Regions from separate parts of the Bombyx mori genome. Here region 1 is linked to region 2. The links are chromatin contacts, called in public Hi-C maps. All regions are on one chromosome and are shown on one strand. The core of a region is the stretch at or near the end of the contact, and the rest is flanking DNA. Distances in the headings are between cores, read along the strand shown.

Region 1 (7,047 bases), core at 4,161-6,660, 77 kb before region 2:
AATTAGGGTCCATCGGTTACTAGGGCAGATTCTCATGGCAAGACATTAGGTCGACGTCTCCGTAGCCCTGGATTGATAGCTGTCCTATCCTTCGTTCTGGAACCGGATTGCTTCGTGGCAGAAATTGGCAACACGACTGTAGGTACTTAAGACTAGACACAAAAACAAAACATGTTTAATCTATACTTATAATATTATAAAGAGGAAAGTTTTGTTTGTTTGTTTGTATTGAATAGGCTCCGAAACTACTGAACCGATTTGAAAAAAACGGTCACTGTTTGGAAGCTACACTATTCCTGAGTGATATAGGCCATAATCTTTTTTGAAAAAAATAGGCATCCTTACTAAAACTCCAATAATGTAACCCAAGGTGTAAAAAATTACCTAAAATATTCTTTACATCGCGTGCGCTGAGAAAACTATTGATGATAGAATAAAATAATGTACTACGACTTTGTCGAACACATTATTGTTTATAAAAAGTGTCGCGAAAGCGTATTTCTAACTATTATAGTTATGCCGCCATAAATGTTCTTTTATTTAAAAAAATAAAACAACGTCAAATATCGTTGAAATTTTTGTTAAAGACCCGAGCGGAGCCGGAGCGGGCCGCTAGTTTTACCTAAAAGTATCAAAATTATGCGTCGCTCTAACAAATCACGTTTTGATTCTGCTCTGAGCAGCGGAAGTCGGAGACTGACCGATGATGAGCACCTCGGCGCTGCAGCCCATGTCGGCGGCCACGATGAGCATGTGGCACTGCGCCGGGTCCAGCGGGAACTCCGCCATCTGCCGCCCGAGCGCCGTCAGCGAGCCCGTGCCGTCCAGCGCGCCCAGGATCCACAGCTGGTACATCGAGTTCAGGATCGTGTCCTGCGCCAGGAGAAAGTCGACCTCAGACTGGGCTCAGTCTACCGTGCCGCTTTTAGAATTGAAACGACTGTTTCGCGGCAGAAACGAGCAGGATGGTGGTATTTATCTGGTCGTAGGAGTTTTAGGGGGTTGGGCAGACACCATCATCCTGATATACTATAGATAGCTCGATAGATATACGATATAGATATTTTTTTATTGCTAGGTGAGTGGACGAGCTCACAGCCCACCTGGTGTTAAGTGGTTACTGGAGCCCATAGACATCCACAACGTAAATGCGCCACCCACCTTGAGATATAAGTTCTAGGATCTCAAGTATAGTTACAACGGCTGCCCCACCCTTCAAACCGAAACGCATTACTGCTTCACGGCAGAAATAGGCAGGGCGGTGGTACCCACCCGCGCGGACTTACAAGAGGTCCTACCACCAGTAAACAAGAGGTCCTACCACCAGTAAACAAGAGGTCCTACCACCAGTAAATGCTTGTTGGTAAAGATGTAGTATATGATTGTTGGGTATCGCAGAGCACTGATATAATACTCAGAGAACGCTGCTCCCCATCTCCTTTGAATCTTATAGTCGCAGTACAACCCACGGCATGATACTATACTAGGCCGGCACCACACAGTCTCTAAGACCATCTACCTAACACAATAAGATCCTAACGTCCAACCAAAACTCAAGATTGATGCGATCTAGCACCAGTCTGTACAATCCTTTAAAACACCCTTCAAGCGGGTTCGTTTGTAGTTTATTTAGAACATTTGAGTCCCCTACGTAATCGTTGGTAGCGTAAGAGGCTATTCCAGCTACGCCCGGACGGGTAGGTGATCTAACGGGCTCAACCTGAGGGAATATATTAGGACGTCTACTATTACATCTACTTACCTGTGGAGGGGGATCCATGAAGTGGAAAGCCAGTAGGTCTTCAACGCCCAAGGACTTGAGCAACAGCACGGTGTTGGCCAGGTTCGTCCTCTGTATCTCCGGCACAGTGGACGCCAGCAGCTCGTGCTGGTACTGCCGCTGCGTGTACAGACAGAAGGCCTTGCCCGGGCCGGTACGCCCGGCTCGGCCCGCCCGCTGCCGGGCGTTGGCCTGGCTAACCGGATATATCTGTTAACAGGAAATTATAACACCTAATATTAATATATAATTTCTAGACTTTTATAATTCATTTTATCGTGTAACAATAATTTTTTTATAGAAAAATAGACGGTAGTTACCATAATTTTCAATGTCGACAAATAACAAATACGTCAACGGTCCGCGATCACGCAAGCTTTCAAATATTCTAAAATAACAAATCTAATGACAATAAAGAAGGCGACGTCAAACAGTAAAAGTAGGTTAAATTTGTTAACGATTCGCGAGAACCGAAGGAAATACCGTGTAATAATATCACGTGGTGCATTTATTGACTGGTTGAAATTCAGCCGCTGAGATCTCTCTTTCAAGCCTCGCGGTGTCGATGGTCCCAGTCAAATTAAATCGACTGTTAGACCTGTTATAACATTTGAACTTCGTACCTGCAAAGCGTCCATACCGATCCTCGGGTTGTAAACTTTCAGCTTGCAATATCCGCAGTCTATGACGTACATGATCCCGTCCACGGTCAGTGACGTTTCTGTAATGACAGAGACAGAGTGTGATTTATATGTGCACGTGTGAGGGCATGTGTGTGTTTGTGGTTTTTGTGAGTTCTGGGTCCGCATTCAGCATCCGCATTCAGACTTTTTGGCGGGAACGCAAGGAGTGAAGTGTGATTTGTTTTATTTTGTCCATTTAGTGTCTCTTCAGTTTTAAATGTGTAATAACTGTGGTTTATTAACTGTTTAGTAAGTATCTGTGAAAGTGCACAAATGTGGGAAAATCAAACAGAGCCGCTGAACGTAACTTCTCGGGATCCTCCAAAAAGTCCACTGAAAAAGTCTCAGTAAATGGCCACCATTTTACTGAGATTATATTTCATACCATATCATCTCATCTCATTTCATTTCACTTCATATTATCATTTTTCATAAAAAAGAATATAAATTAAAATAAGACTTGACTTGAAAGGTCGTAGTTACCAGGTCATAGAATACCTTTAAAAAAAGTGGGTCCGCATTCAGGAGAATACGTTGACGTGATATTCCCAACCATATAATGCCTACTATGGCATCTAAAAGGCAATTCAAAATCGAAGGATCAAACGGTCTTTCAGCCATAGATAGCGCTATCGTGGATTTCGGTTTGTAGAACCTCAAGAAAGCAGGCCACATTCACGCCAAGACATATACACGATAGCCACTCCGGTAAGCAGCAAGGGCATACGATTCGATCTAAGTGACATGAATAGCCATTCCGGTAAGCAGCAAGGGCATACGATTCGATCTAAGTGACATGAATTGCCACTCCGGTAAGCAGCAAGGGCATACGATTCGATCTAGAGTGACACGAATTATCCGAATCGATTTCGATTCGATCGTCTTTTACCTGCTATATTGGTGGCGACGATACATTTCCTCTGTCCGGGCGGCGCTCGCTGGAATATCTTCGCCTGCAAGTCAGCGGGGAGCTGAGAGTATATCGGCAGGACGGTCAGGGGGGGCGCGTTGTCTAAATCGCCCAGTCTCTCTGTTAATACCTAACAAAAGTAAAGTAAAACAAGTCAAGAGTAAAAAATAAGTAGATTTATTTTCTGTCGTCAATAAATAGAAGATCACACGGCCCTAAATGTTAAATAGTGTTACGCGCTGGGGTTCGGGATAAATAAATGGTTCCACCAAAGTACAAGTTAACACTGTATTCAACACATAAAACACTTTAAAATTCTCAATTCGCCTCTTCCGCTTCGCTTCAGGTGATCCATTCACTATTTCGCTTCGAGTAGCTACGATTACTGACTGACTGCGTGCCATCTCTGCAAGTATTGTGTGTTTCCGCTATCTTACAATAGATGGAGTTGTACTTCTCGAGCGTTCTAGACACTACTAGATCCTCCGATATTCGTTCGACTATTCGGCGATAGATGGCGTTACTCTTAACGGCGTAACAATAGTATCGGATCCGATAGATGTAACTACGTGAATACTAAATCGCTTTGAACGAGCAGGTTTATTGTACCCCTCCTGCGGCACACACCTCAGCTTTGTGGTACTAATAGGAATAGCAACTGATTTGAACACTAAATACTTAGCTTATACCGCGTGTAATTCGTTCGTCTAAAGTGATTCTTGTCCATCTGATGGTTGTCTGGAAAAGATCTCTCTTAGCCATAATACCGCCCATTGTACTTTTTTGTATTTAATGTTAAGGATTTTTATTTATTTTGTATACAATAAATAAAGCATTCACACACTCTCTCTCTCTCTCTCTTATTACGAACACATTGTAACCATTTTTAAATAACTTAATAAAAGTCTTATGGGTTTGATATTGTTTGACGTCAAGCTAAAACGACGCGTGACGTCAATTGTGGCTATTCGGTATGTATATTTATTTCATCTATGGTTATGTAACTCTTCGTTTATTTATTTATTTTTTAGCACCAAATGACGACACGACGTTAAAATATCTGCGGTAATTTCGAACAGTAATTTTTATTCGCTTTCCGATTATCACCTGTTTGTACCTGTCCCATTTGTAGGTATATTGATTAAATTTTAACGTATTTACCTCGCACGTAACTTCGATGTCTTCCTGGCCTGGCATGAATATCAGAATGTCGCCCTCGTCTGGCTGCAGATGAATTTGTAAAGCCTAAAAGTGAAAATGAGAGTATGAAAAAATAAACTTTTACAATAGCTCGTTTAAGTGGAAAAATTATAATTCTGTTTTTTAATTTATAGTGATTTTCTCGAGCTTACATATATACGATATATAAATTAAAGAAAAATATATAAATGTGTTCGTCAATAATTTGTGTTGATTTCCCTAAGTCCTTTGTACAACCAAGTTAAACTAAAAAAAATGTATGTACTAGAAAATGTACTAGGCATTTTAGGAGCCCGCACGGATACGTGCCACAACTCTGTTCACTACTGCCACTGAGCAATCATGCTTTGTAGATTTAAGGTGGGATTAGCTGATACAATCAAATCCGACGATACGTCTGAAGTTGAGTGGCGGTTTGCACATTGTGACTTCTATGTGTTCCGACCTAATATTCCGGTCATACTTAATTGCGTTACCTAAAAAAAAGTACCCGGTAATTTTGTAAAATACGATCTGTCCGGTGTGCTTATTAGTGCGAGCTTTTTGACGTTCTCGATAGCGTGAAAGTTAACTCAAATCTGTATAGAGTTGGAACATTTGCCTATGTTTGCCGCTAGGGGCGCTGTTCCAATTACATACACATTTTAGTTAACTTTTTCGCTATCGAGGACGTTAAAAAACTCACACTAAGCACACGGTTCTACATTGACGACATGTCATGTCCGAATAAAAACAAACATTTTGAAATGTTTACGAAACGCGTATTAATAGTTGCAATACGTACAAAACAACATCGTATGACGCGTCAATTGAATAAGCTGACGTCAGTAGCATCTCTGACGTTTATGAGGAGATACGACTGCGCTAAATATTAAAGTCCATTAGGGGACGCTTTGATTTGAGACATTAAAAGATTGCGGTGTTTTTATTAGATAAGCATAAAACATAAGCACCGTGAATTTACTAATTATTATTTAAATACAATAATTTTTACTTTATATTGAATGATATCACGATATCCATCTTTTTTAATATCCGAAAAAAGCTATTTGTTTAGTGTGAATTAGAGGACGAAAACTAAACTAATTGAAATGATTGGAGATCAACCGTAAACTGAAGAGGTTAAGACCGTGCTCGGGGTAGATTCTTTTTTATATAAGAACGAATAGTCTAGCGTCTTGAACTGAACAAGGTCGCAGGGTGCGCTCTTGGGATAACCTTGAACTGCGCAGCCTCCAGACTGAACTCTACAGACTGTGCAGCGAAATTTATATCGATCTCGGCTTTTACAAAGTATTTTTCAGTTCGAGCTGCAATCATCCTCTTTGTGCTCGTTTTGAGAACGTTTTTAGGGAAGAGCCAATTTGATATTATACATTTCAGCGTAATCCTAATGCGGTAAAAGCGAGATCTTCAGAAATATTCTATGTCATTAATACGTTTGTCGCATTTTCACATTATTCGACAAATTTCTCATCTTGCCGTTCGTCAATAATAAATTCTATATTATTTTCCGTTCACCTTTTTATACGGTGTACACCTGTAAGTACAATAATGTCAAACTGCGGGTCAACGTCCGTTGGTCCAAGCGAATGACAAATTTAATTAGGACCATGAAATCGATAGGTGTGAAGGGCGCGCCCATATGGCTAACTAAAATTAGGACTCTTTTGTTTGGATTGAAGTTATGTGAGCTTGTTTAAATTGTATATCATTCAGTAATAGCTAATTGATTCAAAAATATACTATGTGCCTTTATTAAAGTTTGCTAAAAAGTTGGACAGTTAAACTAGTCTTCAAAGTGTGGGAGAGAATGTGATTTTATTTAATGCAATTCTATATCTGGACAAAATTTGTACGAAACATCTATCCGTCTCGCATATGTGTTTCTTCTATCCAAAATGGGAGGAAGTTCAAGCTTCAAATCTATTGGGGTAATCGGAAAACAATTTTGAAAAAAATATCGATATTCAAATCCTTCAAGCATGTACCAGGCAGGTACGACCAACCTCCACGATGAAGACATGGTATTATGAAAGAAAATTTGCGCAATCATCAGTGGCATTCAGTATTGTAAGTCCGCTCAGGAAGTATTATCATCCTGCCTGTTTCTGGGTTTGAGTTTCTTAGTTTGGGCCAGCCCTTATTGTAGATAAATTATATTTCGATCTCAGGTATCAAGAAAGGTAGAATTCTCGTTGTTTTAATGTCTATGTAACTAAAACGCTGTAACAACGTTCTTTAATTTGTACATACATATATCTCAAATGAAATTATTGTTTTGCGAGCATAAGTATATACATGGGAACACTGATCGGCAGATCCCAGACGTAAATACAACCGTCACCCATGCAATTAAGACTGTAAATCCATTGCGGCAGATTACCAAATTTGTATAATACCTTCGTAATGTACCGGAGAAAGTGTCGTGTAGTCGTACTTAATAATCACTATCTGCGGCTTAAGCTCACGAA
Region 2 (7,006 bases), core at 2,423-4,922:
TGTGTACTTTCCTGTTTGTCGGATAGTTTATCGAAAACCAATTGTGAAGGAATGTTCTGTTCTGCATCATGTCAAAACGGAAAATTAAAGTACTGTCATTATGTGATTTACTTAAAATACTTACTGATTTGAACTAAAATAGTGAATGCGTTTGAATCCGGAAAATCGCGAAACGAAATTCAGAGGGTCGATTAGCGAGAAACTCGGGTTAGTGAGAAACCTCTATACGCGAGAATGAGATTGTGCTCCCTTGAACTCTCGCTTATCCAGGTTTGACTGTATATAGATTGTTATTTTATACTATGATTACCACCAATCTTTTATAATATAATATTAGAAAGCGGCTGAGAACCGTATCAGTAAATTATTTTAATTCGATTTTAGAAAGTCCGGATAATTTAAGTTTAGAAGTAAGTATGTATTAAAACCAAAATCAATGTTTATTTATTCAAATACATTCATATTATTAGAATATTCATATAATTATACGCTTCTAAATAATGTAGCATAGGTTTCAGTGTAGTTACAACGGCTGCCCCACTCTTCAAACCGATATTCATTACTGCTTCACGGCAGAAATAGACAGGGTGGTGGCATCTACCCGCGCGCACTCACAAGAGGTCCTACCACCAGTAATTACGCAAATTATAATTTTGCGGGTTTGATTTTTATTACACGATGTTATTCCTTCACCGTGGTAGTCAATCGTGAACATTAGTGGAGTACGTATTTATTAGAAAAATTGGTACCCGCCAGCGGGATTCGAACACCGGTGCATCGCTAGATACGAATGCACCGGACGTCTTATCCTTTAGGCCACGACGACTTCAAATATCTCAAGATATGTGGCGACATTTACGTCGTAGATGTCTACGGCCTCCGGTAACCACTTAATACCAGCTCGTCCACCCAAATAAGCAATAAAATAAATAAAAAAGTTCAGCGAGCGTCTACACGGTATGGACTCGTGTCGAGACTACGCGACGAGAGCGGACGAGAGCCACACGCGACAACGAAACGAGCGTGTAAAGCCGGCATGACATGACATAAAACATTGATAACATACTTCAATCGATGGTTCGGCAGCGAGCTTGTGGCATCTCGCATGAGAAGCACGCGCGACGCAATTATGTCACGAACGACACGAGCGCAAATTAAACTGGCAAATTGGATTTTTTCATTACTTAGATTAGTGGCAAAGCTCACGGTCAACCTAGTGTTAATTGTTACTGGAGCCCATAGACATCAGCAACGTAAACGCCGCCATCCACATCGAGATATGAGTACTGCTTGAGGCAGAAATTAGGCAAGGTGGTGATACCTACTCGTGCGGGCTCACAAGACGCCCTACCACTGGTAATCACGTCAAATATAATTATCAATGAAATTTAACCAAGCAAATAACGTAAACACAATTAATACTGGTAATTAATAATAATAATTTTTACTGGTGGTAGGACCTGTTGTGAGTCCGCGCGAGTAGGTACCACCGCCCTGCCTATTTCTGCCGTGAAGCAGTAATGCGTTTCGGTTTGAAGGGCGGGGCAGCCGTTGTAACTATACTGAGACCTTACAACTTATATCTCAAGGTGGGTGGCGCATTTACGTTGTAGATGTCTATGGGCTCCAGTAACCACTTAACATCAGGTGGGCTGTGAGCTCGTCCAACCATCTAAGAAAAAAATAAATAATAATAATAATTTAAAACCATGATTAAATTTCAGAGAGAGTCATTAAAATCTATGGGCTTAGTACGTAACTTGCACGGAGCAAACAGAATATCGCATGAATCACCGCGTCAGTCTTAGCCGGCTCGATAGATTCGAGTTTTGAAAACCGAATCGACAATTACAAAACTGGTATTCGAAACACGTTTTCCATGGCATTCACGAACTTATTATTCTGTACTATTTTAATGTAACAGCCACGCCTCGTTGTGATTGTTATATTTTTTTTTGTCGTCGATATTAAGACTATATATGAAATCGAAATTTCTCGTATCTGCTTGGCGGTTAAAATCAAGCTGGTCAGTAAGCGTAGTAAAATTCATGAAATACCCCAAGCTGTCGAAACTTTTTTTTTTTTATTGCTTGGATGGATGAACGAGCTCACAGCCCATCTGGTGTTAAGTGATTACTGGAGCCCATAGACATCTACAACGTAAATGCGCCACCCACCTCGAGATATAAGTTCTAAGATCCCAGTATAGTTACAACGGCTACCCCACCCTTCGAACCGAAACGCATTGACTACTAAGACGCGACCCATAGCAAGTCGGTGACGCCATTAGAGACATTTTCAGTACCTACTGCCAAATTTACAAACGTTAACCCTGATACGATTATAATAAGAGCATCTTTACATTTGGAAGATGTTAATCGTGCGTAATTTAAATAAATTAAAATACCTACATAACGTTTTTATTGGAATTTGAGGTTTTGGGAAAGCAAGAAAGATTATTTTCTTTTGTATGCTTTCAATTACTTAATGTAGGTTATTTAATTGTAAACATAATTATAAAGGGTTCCTATCACGATTTTTGTTTTTAATGACTTTCCGATATTTCTACACAATCCACTTGTGATATCAGATTAATAATAATATTAGCTATTTTATATTTTAATGTTGTGTCCACAGTTTACACGGATGAGTTTGACATTTTTGAAACAGAAACGTTACAAGTACCGAAAATGAACGAAAAAGTTTCTCCGACATGTAAACAACAATGTATAATCAATTGTTATTACGGTATCGCAATAAAAACGGTACAAAAAATGTTGTTTCGCAGGTTGGCTGCCGGCTGGCGCCTTCATACCGCGAGTGGCGATGGCGGGAGAGGGGACTCGAGGGGAGGGGTGCTGCGGGGGGTGTGGCGCTCAGCACCGAGTGAGGTCAACCTCGGTGCATCGTAGTGATGTGGATCACATTTAATAATTAATTTCGTTGCTTAATTCTGCAAAAAGCGACAACGGTCTAACTAATGGGACAAAAGTGGAGACCCCAAGCGAATAATCAATTCAATTTTTTTTTTATTGCTTATATTTGTGGACGAGCCCACAGTCCGCCTGGTGTTAAGTGGTTACTGGAGCCCATAAACCTCTACAACGTAAATGCGCCACCCACCTTGAGATATAAGTTCTAAGGTCTAGGTATAGTTACAACGGCTGCCCCACCCTTCAAACCGAAGCGCATTACTGCTTCACGGCAGAAATAGGTAGGGCGGTGGTACCTACCCATGCGGACTCACAAGAAAGAAGTCCTAGCACCAGTAAAATAGGGTAGGAACGTATAGATGACACATTTTTATGTAGTCGTGTACTTAATGTAGGTCAACGAATAACATTAAGTATAAAGGAAGAATTTAATATTAATATTCAATTACAAAAAATATTTTAAATTTTGAAAAATGTTCTTGGAAATGCACGGGTTTGGTTGTTCTTTGTACGTTAAATCGGCATAATTATGTAGTACATCTGGTAAATCTTTGCGTACGTACAGTAACACTATTGTTTTCACCTACTTTAATTCTCAAAATTTTGTTAACATGAATTAAAATATTTGTCGAATTTCAATAGTACATGGACGATAAGCGAAATAACAGAGTTGAACGTTACGTTCCCAGCACTAGTGTGGACCGTCTTTACCTCCTCATCCCGCGTTCACCCCCTCTCTAGTATAAAGCGCGGGCCGACACGCGCGCCGCGTTTTTCGTTAGTGAGCTTCCATGTAACCGAGTACTGCGATACGCTCGATACCACGCGCCACAAATATTGTGAAAGTGCTGCTTGTTGTACGTGATTTGTAGAAGTGAGAGTACATTTGCCGCGAACGAGTCGCGAAGATTAAGAACAATTTCTAAACTATCGAATTCGAGAATTGTTTTTGAATTCGTCACAGGAGTGGGTTCAATGGAAGCGAGGTTCGTAACTTGCCGGAGTTTCCAGCAGATCAAGCCGCCCGAAAAGACCCTAGCGCCGCAGCCGACGGTGAAGGGCCTACTGTCCAGATTCGGGAGCCAGGCTCAAGCACTTTTCGCCCCCAAGAAGACACGTTTTGGTTCTTCGGTGGCCATCCACAAACTCCGCGAGACCAAGTGGTTTAAGCACGATGAACAGAACATATTATGCGCTGTTCTGGAATCAGGATTCATCCTCGAAGTGCGAGCTCAAGACCCTTTGCCGCCAGATTCGACTCTCTCACCAGACTACCATATGTACGCCGTCGCCATGTGGAAGAAGGGTAAAGGTGTGTACAGTTTTCGATCATAGATTAGTATTGAACCGCTTTTGACTGATTTACGAATTGCGAAACATTGAAATGAGGGCGTTATAGCCAATGCATACGTGTGTACAATACGAGTCTCGAGGCGAGACTAAGATTTACTAAATAAAGTTGGCATGGTGCAGTCATGGCCGCACGTCGCGTCGCCGGTCGCATACACAATAGCATTTGTAAATAATTCATGTAGAAACGTTTACGCCTACGCTTGAATGTTTACATTAATATCGGCGTGTGATGAATTTAAAATGTAATGTTAATATATGTCCGGTCTATTTAAGATATATCGATGAATGGATAGTGCCTTGCACTGATTTGAACGCGGTTAATGATTGTAAAATTAATTTAGTTCCTTAATCAAATGCTATCTAATTTTCCAACAGAAAAAACAAAGAACCCCGAACAGATAGACGTGTACACGGTTCAACAGAAAGGTGTGAGAAAACGTGTGATAAAAACAACGTTAAGCGCATTCTGGAAGCAAGACTCTGTTATACGCATCAACAACGTGGACGACAAACAGGAGACACCGAACAGCGAAAAAGATATCAGATCTAAGGTGATTAATTATAACCAAATCGTTCTCTATGAGTCCACACTAGCATACGTACCAATGCAAAAAAAAAATCAACACTTTGTCAATACATTCTTAAAAAAATCCCCTAATTTTACGAGTCGCGTCAATTTTTACGATAAGATAATCTATGCCAAGTCCATACGTGGCCTTTAAGTTTGTAACAATGTTGAAACGCTAAAACATCTTCAAAGCAACCTCAGAAGGAACTCATTAATTGGAAACTGGTTTCGAAGGAAATGACATAACACAACCTTTAGATTCACGTGTTAAAATTTTAAATGATTTCATAATGTTGTGTTATAATAACGCTACCGGTTGATACTATAAAAACGCCTTAATGTTTATGAAACATACATAAACTGTGAAGTAAACATTGTTGATAATTCGATCGTGAAGACGTGACTCGCAATTGGTTCGGCGAAGATTTTTTTATCTGTAAACGTACTCCATTTTAAATGCAAATCTAGTTTGCCTCCTTCACACAAAAAAGGGTTCGATGAAATATTAACGCTTCAATGCCTTTTCCATATTTTCTAGAGAATTCTATCCGATAAATTTCTTATCAGCGTTTTTGTTTAATTTCACGCAAGTCCGAGCCCTTAAGTCTATCAGCACATTTTCTGGAACTTTCAAGTTCTCTTTTCGAAAACGTAGGCCTTCGTCAGCATTGGAAACCATCTTATTTCAGATGACGAAAGCATCGTCGCTTTCGTTTTATGCATACTGTGGGCACAATTGAACGTTCGGACGGCTACTAAGGCGAAGCTTCTACTGATTGCAGTTGGATATGGCAACTAAGTCCAGATTCGAGAGAAACTGGCATAATACCCTGCATTTCGTCCATTGGTGCCGTTACGGTGAGACGCCGCAAGAAGCTCGCATGAGACAGGTAATTTAAACCCACATAACGCAACATTCGATGATGTTCTAGAATTCTTCATAGTCCAGCTGTTCATACCTACTAGCGGAAATAGAGAACCAGCGCCATTTGTAATACACAAAGAACACGTTCTTGCACATCATCGGCTTTTATTATCTGCACGTTACTGTATTTATAAATTATCAATTTCTTTTAATTCATATTAAGGAGAATGCATGCCGTTGCGAGTCAACTGACGGAAGAACTGTAAAACTGTCCATTCCTTTGATCGGATAATTAAATTTCGCGAAACACGAAATACAGCTTTTCATTTGTTCCGTGAGTAAAACTTATTGCGAGACGAAATGGATCATCGCAAATCATCCAGCTTTCTGTATGTTCACGCCTATCCTGTTTAAGTTTGCTTCGTTGTGAACTCCAAGTAAGGGCCATTGAAATTAAGGGGAGTACCGGACGGCCGGCGATCGTTCACGCAGCCTTGCATGGGGTCTTGGGACAGAAGTAAAAAAAAAAGATCGCACAAAGGAACAATTTTGTTTACAGATCAGCTTAACGACGTCGAAAACACCTATGATTATCATCTTTTGATGGTAACTCTTGAGGCGCTTTGGACCCTTACAGCTGACAACAAGATACCGGTGAGAGTTTCGTTATTAAACAACGGGTGTTAGAAAGTGCTAATTCAATGTGCCCACTCTTTTTAAATGTTTATTTTTTTCTAATCCATCATTAGAAAGTCTATTTGTTCACTAATGTTGTGTAGTTTGTGTTTGTGTTTAAAATATAACTCTACGTTGTGTATTATTCATGTGCGACGAATTTTGGTATCATTTTATGTGTTCCATGTATATAAACTAATAATTAAAGTGGTCGAGAACGTATATTTTACGGTAAGAAATACTTCGATCCGACCACAAACACGATTCTTCAAGCTAAAAGTACATTCACCTCGACTTACGTATAGGAACGAATCTATTAAATTCTTGATCAATCACTTCGTAACGATAATAACAATAATTTGAAAATGGTCCACTTTTTTAATTCGTTTTAGTTTTTATTTTAATTATTAAACGGTTATTGCGTAAGACGATGTCATAATTGAACGCCAAACATTATCTAATATTAGTAATATCATTCTATAATTAAAATTAATTGCTTTTTGTTGTACAGGTATATGCAATAATGTGTTTTGGTTTGAAAGTGGGGCAGATTTTAAATACCATACTATACTACCGAGTATTAGACTTCAAGTGTTTTTTTATTGCTTTGAT

Evidence for each region. A called contact is a pair of places that touch in the nucleus more often than the background predicts.
Region 1: a contact with region 2 is called in a Hi-C map of posterior silk gland, with 1.8 times the contacts expected there. The contact joins the enhancer-like site here to the promoter of LOC119629177 in region 2. A contact is called at or near these places in 4 of 7 Hi-C or Micro-C datasets (midgut, posterior silk gland, an unstated tissue and 1 more).

Annotation. Positions count from the first base shown.
Region 1 is chr11:18,420,059-18,427,105 of ASM3026992v2, reverse strand. It overlaps LOC101737321 (pre-mRNA-splicing factor ATP-dependent RNA helicase PRP16), which reads right to left. Exons shown (of 21, transcript XM_038014207.2): 13 at 4,535-4,618; 14 at 3,353-3,503; 15 at 2,404-2,501; 16 at 1,763-1,990; 17 at 702-873. Among protein-coding and RNA genes, the nearest start is that of LOC101737172, 21 kb to the left of the region's middle. Within about 2 kb of position 5,410, at least 6 of the 8 cell types and tissues checked have open chromatin away from gene starts, as enhancers often do.
Region 2 is chr11:18,341,727-18,348,732 of ASM3026992v2, reverse strand. It overlaps LOC119629177, which reads left to right and starts at 3,672. Exons shown (of 4, transcript XM_038014209.2): 1 at 3,672-4,245; 2 at 4,662-4,837; 3 at 5,637-5,744. The coding sequence starts at 3,909. All of the region lies in intron 11 of LOC101737321 (pre-mRNA-splicing factor ATP-dependent RNA helicase PRP16), which reads right to left.